Linked DNA regions of Mus musculus: region 2 is linked to region 1. Evidence: chromatin contacts called from public Hi-C data. All regions are on one chromosome and are shown on one strand. The core of a region is the stretch at or near the end of the contact, and the rest is flanking DNA. Distances in the headings are between cores, read along the strand shown. Region 1 has its middle 120 kb from the start of Gm39905. Region 2 holds the start of Bbox1 (butyrobetaine (gamma), 2-oxoglutarate dioxygenase 1 (gamma-butyrobetaine hydroxylase)).

Region 1 (3,432 bases), core at 421-2,920:
GTGGATGGAAAACCTTCCAATGGAAACCCTTAAGTTTCCATTTCAAGGCTGTCCTGGAACTTACTCTGCAGATCAAGCTATCCTGAAACTCAAGAGATCCAACTGCTTCTGCCTGCCAGGTGCTTAGATTAAAAGCATGTACCACCAACTCTTGATGTGATAAGCGTGCTACAGGCTTAATGCCATCTCTCAGACCAAGTGCTTCGATATAATACAGTCTCAGGAGAGGAACACCAGACATGGAGTAGGCCAAACCAGATATGTGCAGGTTTGGTGTTGATGTTGTTGTTGTTGCTGTTGTTGTTGTTGTTTTGTTTTGTTTTGTTTTGTTTTGTTTTTAAATCACAATGGCTAGTCCAAGAATGAATAATATTCTACCTGACAGTTTCTGAGACTATAATTTGACCAAGTATAGAAATCAAATCTTTTAATGAGAAAAGGTTCTCATACAATGTTAGGAACATCATGCTAATCCTAATAATGACACTAAATTTTTAGAGATAACAATGGAAACGTGGTCCTTGAGAATATGTATGACCTGAATAAGGTCACAAGTGAAGATGGTTCGGTTATTTGTGTAAAATCTTATTTTCTGTTTCTGAGTTTTGTTTGTGTTTTCTGTTATTGTAACAGCATTTTTATCATGATCATGTGTCTTTCTTACATAATATATTTATCATCAGATTTCCCACTACCTCTACAATGTCGTGAGGAACTGCTGTTTGTACGAAGCCATCCCTAACTCTGCCAGCCAATAGGGATAGCTCTATCTCATCTATCAACTATTTCACTAGAATTAATCATCAGCATTTTTCCCACAGACATCTCCAGAAGTTTGTCTCCAGTACCACATCAGAATGGTAACTCAATCTCTACCTTATATCACAAGTGGCTATAAGTCCGTTTGTATAGGTTCAGATTCCTAACTGCCCTGAAGTTTTCCCATAGCTCCCTATTTGTGAACAGTAGAAAACCTAAAATTCATACCTTTCTGCCTTTATTGCTAACTATACCCATTACCTGCACTCTTCTTTCTAGCTACACTAAACAAAAACAACAACAAATCACTCTTTGAATGAGCTATAACCTCATTAATTTGACCATCTTGGTGTAATTTTCCCACTATTTCCTCTTTCCCTATCTATCTCCCCATAGCATTTCTACTTGTGCTTATAATTCTACTCTAATAGTTATGTATTTGGAAGGTTTTCCTGTTACACCTCATGCAAGTACTGTGATATATAATCCTTCAGAGTAAAGGATGAGCATCTTGTGCATATATCTGTCCTAGCACTTATCACTGAATTATAATTGCCTAGCTTAATTTGTCTCTTTGCTACATACACACGAAATCCCAAAAAGACGGGAGATGTATCTTATTCAGTGTCGTCTCACTAGCATCTGACACAGGGTTTGGCATGAGATCAATGCCTAATAAGTGTCTGCTGACTGTATGATAACTGTATGGTAACTTGAAAAATTATTCCACCTGAAAGATGATAAATATTTTCTCCAAAAGATGGGAGAGAACCTGAGCTCCTGTCTCCTGCAGAGCTGAGAACAGGTCTCATTGCAGCAAAGAAGAAAAAATAAGCATGAACAGATGATCGCCAGCATATGCTGCCCCATGCTCTTTTCTTGCCACAGGAATTCACTTTCACTTTCAGGTAGACCCAGCCTGCTGTGCAGTCAATTCTATGGCCTCCTGGGGACCCAGAGGAGAGACAACTTGGCATAAGTGAGTGGACCGCATTCTGCTGAGGAAGTGATGGTTTTGTACCACATTATTCATCGAGCCACTGTGCCAAGTAGCTATATTTCTTGGATGATGGGGAGAGGAAGACTAACAACTCGAGCCCACACAGTGATGCAATGCAACTTCCAGGAAAGAGAGCAGCAGACTGTCCCTGGCTACAGAGTGCAAGGTGAAAAGTAGCTGAAGAGATTATACATGTGCCCTTGAGAAGGCTGAGAGCATCCCAGGCTCTGGGCAACACAAGTCAGGACAAACAGTACCCTCTCCTGAGTGCTACACTAGAGCCACCACTTCCATTAAATCTTCCCAGACTCTCAGCATACAGTATTCTCTCTGTGTAACCAAAACAACTCATCAGTACTAAGTACTGACCACAAGCTGCCTAAGACATCATGCTTTTTGTTATTTAACCATGAAAGCATGCCTTGAGCATAACCAGTTATGCTGGTTAATGTTTTTGTCAACTTGACATAAGCTAGGTTCATCTGGGAAGAAGAATCCTCAGTTGAGAAAATGCCTCCATCAGACTGGCCTATAGCCATGTCTGGGAGAACATTCTCTTTATTGATGACAGATGTAGGAGGGCTCATCCCACTGTGGGTAGAACCAATCCTAGCCAGAGACTCTGATATGTATCAGAAATCAAACAGAGCATACCAATAAGTACAACTCCTCAATGGCCTCTGCTTCAGTTTCTACTTCCAGGTTCCTGCCTGAATTTTCTATACTGGCTTTCTCGTAATGGACTGGAAGCTCTAAGATAAAATAAAGCATCTGGTCACCATATTGTTTGATGTTTATCAAAGTAATAGACAGCAAACTAAAATGCTCCCCAGATTGGTTTTAAAGGTCACGATCTATGCTGTGCTACTCTTTATATACCTTCTCCAAAGGCATAGCAGGAGACTCAGTTCTATTTGTGGCTGAGATATCCAGAGTCACTCAACAGAGGAGTGTATAAATCAAAATGACTTATTCACCTGTGGAAAAGTTCCTACAGTAATCAGCTTCTCCTGACCCTAAAACACAGGTGTATCATTGGTAAGCTATCACTTTACCATCATCCAAATGACATCTGATAGACTGGATCAGGTGCTGGAAAATATGACCTTCTCCATGACCGTCTATCATATGTTATCTATCTAGATCTTCTTCCATCTGCAACTAGCTCAGAATCTGCAAGCTACTCCAGAGCCCCTGAGTTAGTGTTAAGTACCACTTCTGGTCTAAGCTTTATCAGTTTCAGACCTGTTTCTTTGATTTTAGGTTCATTTAGGGGGGAGAATCTCCTATGCAAACCTATTCAAAACCTATGGCTTTGAAATAACAATGCTCCTGCTTCCACTTTCCACATGACAAGATTACAGGCATGAACTACTATGCTAAGTTGTCTGTCTCATTTACATGAGATTAAGACACAGGCCACTTAACTTATACAGCAGTGTGTGTCCTTTCAGGGAGAGAATTAACTATGGTCTCTGTTTGTTTGGCAAATATACATATTCTGTATATCACGGGGAGTACACACAGTGCAATAGATATGTATGTTGGACAAATGAACAGTCTTTGGCACTTCAAAGGCAAGCAAGGTCTAGATCTCCACTCTCAGAGAGATTGTAGTTTAGAAATTACATTCAGTGTGTTTGTCAGAAAATAAGAACTTATGAAAGGAAGCA
Region 2 (3,243 bases), core at 347-2,846, 1.5 Mb after region 1:
GTCACGTTTGTCCTTCTGGGGAGGATTCGGAAATAAGCAACAGAGAAGCAGGTTCGACAGCACATGTGGTTGGCACCGAGACTGATGATTTTAGGATGCCTTATGCACATATGCAGTTGTTTGGATAAACAGTGCTAATCAGTAAGATTTCTGAGCGACTTCTGCAGGATAAACATTTGCACCCAGATTGTCTCATCCCCTGACATTTCTTTTCCTGTTTTTTTTTAAATGATTATATTTTAATGGGTATTTTATTTATTTACATTTCAAATGTTATCCCCCTTCCCAGTTTCCCCTCCACATGCTATCTATCCCCTCCTCCCTTCCCCTGCCTCTATGAGGGTGCTCCCCCCCCCATCCACTCCTGTCTCAGCGGCCTGGGTCATCAAGCCTACACAGGACCAAGGGCCTACATTCTCAGTGATACAAGATAAGGCAGTCCTCTGCTACATATCCAGCTGGAGCCATGGGTACCTACTGTGTATTGTTTGGTTGGTGGTTTAGTCCCTGGGAGCTTTGGGGGGGGTCATCTGGTTGGTTGATATTGTTATTTTTCCTATGGGGTTGCAAACCCTTTCAGCTCCTACAGTCCTTGCTCTAACTTCCCCATTGGGGTCCCCACACTCAGTCCAATGTTTGGCTGTATATATCCACATCTGTATTCGTCTGGGTCTGGCAGAGCCTCTCAAACGTTTGGCATTTCTGTGGACAAATTCTGTACTTTTCTAGCTTTATAGAGCAGCAAACTGAGTGCCAGATGCACCATTTTCATGGTATAAATTGCATGATTGTGTTTCAAGCCTGCTTCCCCCTAAAAGAATAAAAAATGGAAATTTGCATATGGTATTAAGATGGTAGTAGTTTTAAAATCAAAATATCATACATTCTGAAGAGAAACCAGAATATATCAGTAGGCTATATTTATATGTTTATTTATGTGTATATGTAACAATATTAAAGGGAAATTGACCACTACTTTGAGAGGGAGTGAGGAGAATATGGAATGAGTTGGATGAAGGAAAAAAGAAAGAAAAGGTGATGTAATGAAATTTCATTTAAAATAAAAAGTAAGCCTATTAAAAATAAAAATATAAAATGTTGTAGTAGTGATAACAACAGTAGATTTTTCCACTGAATATTCCTACCCTATCAAACAATGTACAACCATGTCCATGGAGGGTTTCCTCTATATATGAGAAGTTAAAAAAGAGTTACTTAAATTACTATAGACTAACCCCTTGATCTAACTCAACAGAGAAGGGGAAGAGCATTTAGACGTAATTACCTTTTTCCGGTCAAATGTCAAATCATCGATTCTAATGTTTACATCAAGAGCTTCCAGGAGAAGTTTCCGAGCTTTTGCAGAATGTAGGTAGCAGTCTGAACACTGACAGTTGTCTCTCAGCCATACTGCTGGGTAGAGGGACTCTGCCCCATCGTGCCAAAAGATCTGCATCAAATGAGCCCCATCCACTGCTTCTGCCTTTAGGATGGCACAGTGCATGTTTCTGGTCTTTGGTGATAAATCCTATCAGCCACCTGCTAGGACAAATCAGTGTTAATTATAGTAGGCTGGCAGATTGTACCTGAACCTGATCTCTACAATACTGCAAGTGGACTCTGGCCTCTGCCTACCACTCAGCAGTGTGAGCCTACAGTTCGCCCCATGCCGGGACCTTTGTTCTGATTAGAGTATTTCACATGTTGTAAACAGAAGCACAGTGACTAGCTGTAAGATAAAAATGCCACATCAAATCCAAATCAAGAGAATTCCTTGTTCTTTTAACAGAAATTTTAGATTATAAAATAAGAAACAAGGGCAAACACAGTGATATAATCACATTTGCATAAACACTGTGGGAAAACCGCTACGCAAATGGAAAATGTTAAGTTTGCCTCTCTGTTTTGGTGTTTTAGTGAGCCCAGGACTTTAAACACGTGAGACAGGCATTCTACCGTTGAACTTCAGTCCCAGCTCACAAAATGCCTCTGTTGTTTTAACCAATGACAGAGGCATCTGGCTTTTGAAACAAAAACTGCTTCAATGATTCATAATTACCATCAAGGGAATATTAATGCAATTAGTTTGCTTAAAGGGTAATGCGACTTAGAACATGGTACTATTTCTGTTCTAGTTTTACTTTTTACTTGCACAGTATATTTCTCACTGGAATATAAAAATACCAAAGTCCTTTAAAAGCTTACTGGGTTTGTTTTCTGCCTTTGCTTGTTTGGAATGTCTTACTTTATCTGGAATGTTTATGGGGGGAGCTTTATGAATCTATATTCTGATTGGAATGTATGGCTCCTTTTTATTACAAAATCCATCAAATTTGTAGCAATGCAGTAGTTACAGGAGAAGAAATCTCATGAAAGAAAGGCACCAGGGTACTTAGACTGGGCAACTCTTTATTTCATTAGTGACCGTATACCTGACATTCAGGAATCAGGGAATGTTATAGACTTAACTTTTCATGTTTATCTAGGGTTCTCAATATATATTCAAAGAGTAGACATTAGTAAAAAGATAAAGTTTACATGAAAAAACCAGAATGCTTTAAGTGTTTTCATAGGACCATTAGCACCTCTAGCTCTTCTAACAGAAGAGAGCAGAGAGGCAGTGCTACCTTGGGATAAGAGAGGAAGACAGACACACAGCACAGTAACTGCTTATACACACCTTCACTGTATCCGATACTGAAACAGCACCAGGGACCGACCAAGCAAAGCAAAGACTTTTGGCAAACTGCTGTCACCTACTCAAACCTACACGTAGGCATACATATATACACATAATTAAAAACAAAATAAATCCTTTGACAAAAGAGAGAAATAGCACTATTTTAAAAAAATCTGTCAGGGGTCACCAAATAATCTTTACAAAAGGACTTCTAGGCTATTAGGTTTGTAGAGCATATATAATTTCTCATTTGTAGTCTTAATTTTAAAATTCCATTCAAAATATAACAAATATTCTTAGCCCATGGTGTGCATAAAAGTGGTCGATGGGACATTTTTGGCCAAGAACAGTAGTGTGGCTGTCCTTTATAAATTTGTTCACGCTTTCTTTAGCACAGTGGTATCATGTGATGCTTGATTCAGAAAGCAGTACTCTTTCACTTGCTTGGGCATTGAGCAAAAGTTAGCACTCATATGTAACAATATCTTCTTTTGTACATGTGGTATTACAAGATACAAAGATTACCATACCACAATGGAAACAGAGGTTTACAATGTAAACAA

What was found. A called contact is a pair of places that touch in the nucleus more often than the background predicts.
Region 2: a contact with region 1 is called in a Hi-C map of liver, with 2.7 times the contacts expected there. The contact joins the promoter of Bbox1 here to the enhancer-like site in region 1. A contact is called at or near these places in 3 of 39 promoter capture datasets (liver and pre-B cells) and 1 of 484 Hi-C or Micro-C datasets (liver).

The regions. Positions count from the first base shown.
Region 1 is chr2:108,763,116-108,766,547 of GRCm38.p6, forward strand. No RefSeq gene overlaps it. Among named protein-coding and RNA genes, the nearest start is that of Gm39905, 120 kb to the right of the region's middle. Within about 2 kb of position 1,671, at least 38 of the 459 cell types and tissues checked have an H3K27ac peak or open chromatin away from gene starts, as enhancers often do. A contact at or near this core is called in liver, where this site is marked.
Region 2 is chr2:110,304,129-110,307,371 of GRCm38.p6, forward strand. Bbox1 (butyrobetaine (gamma), 2-oxoglutarate dioxygenase 1 (gamma-butyrobetaine hydroxylase)) reads right to left here and starts at 1,597. Exons shown (of 7, transcript NM_130452.1): 1 at 1,286-1,597. The coding sequence starts at 1,504. All of the region lies in intron 1 of Gm30319 (a long non-coding RNA gene), which reads left to right.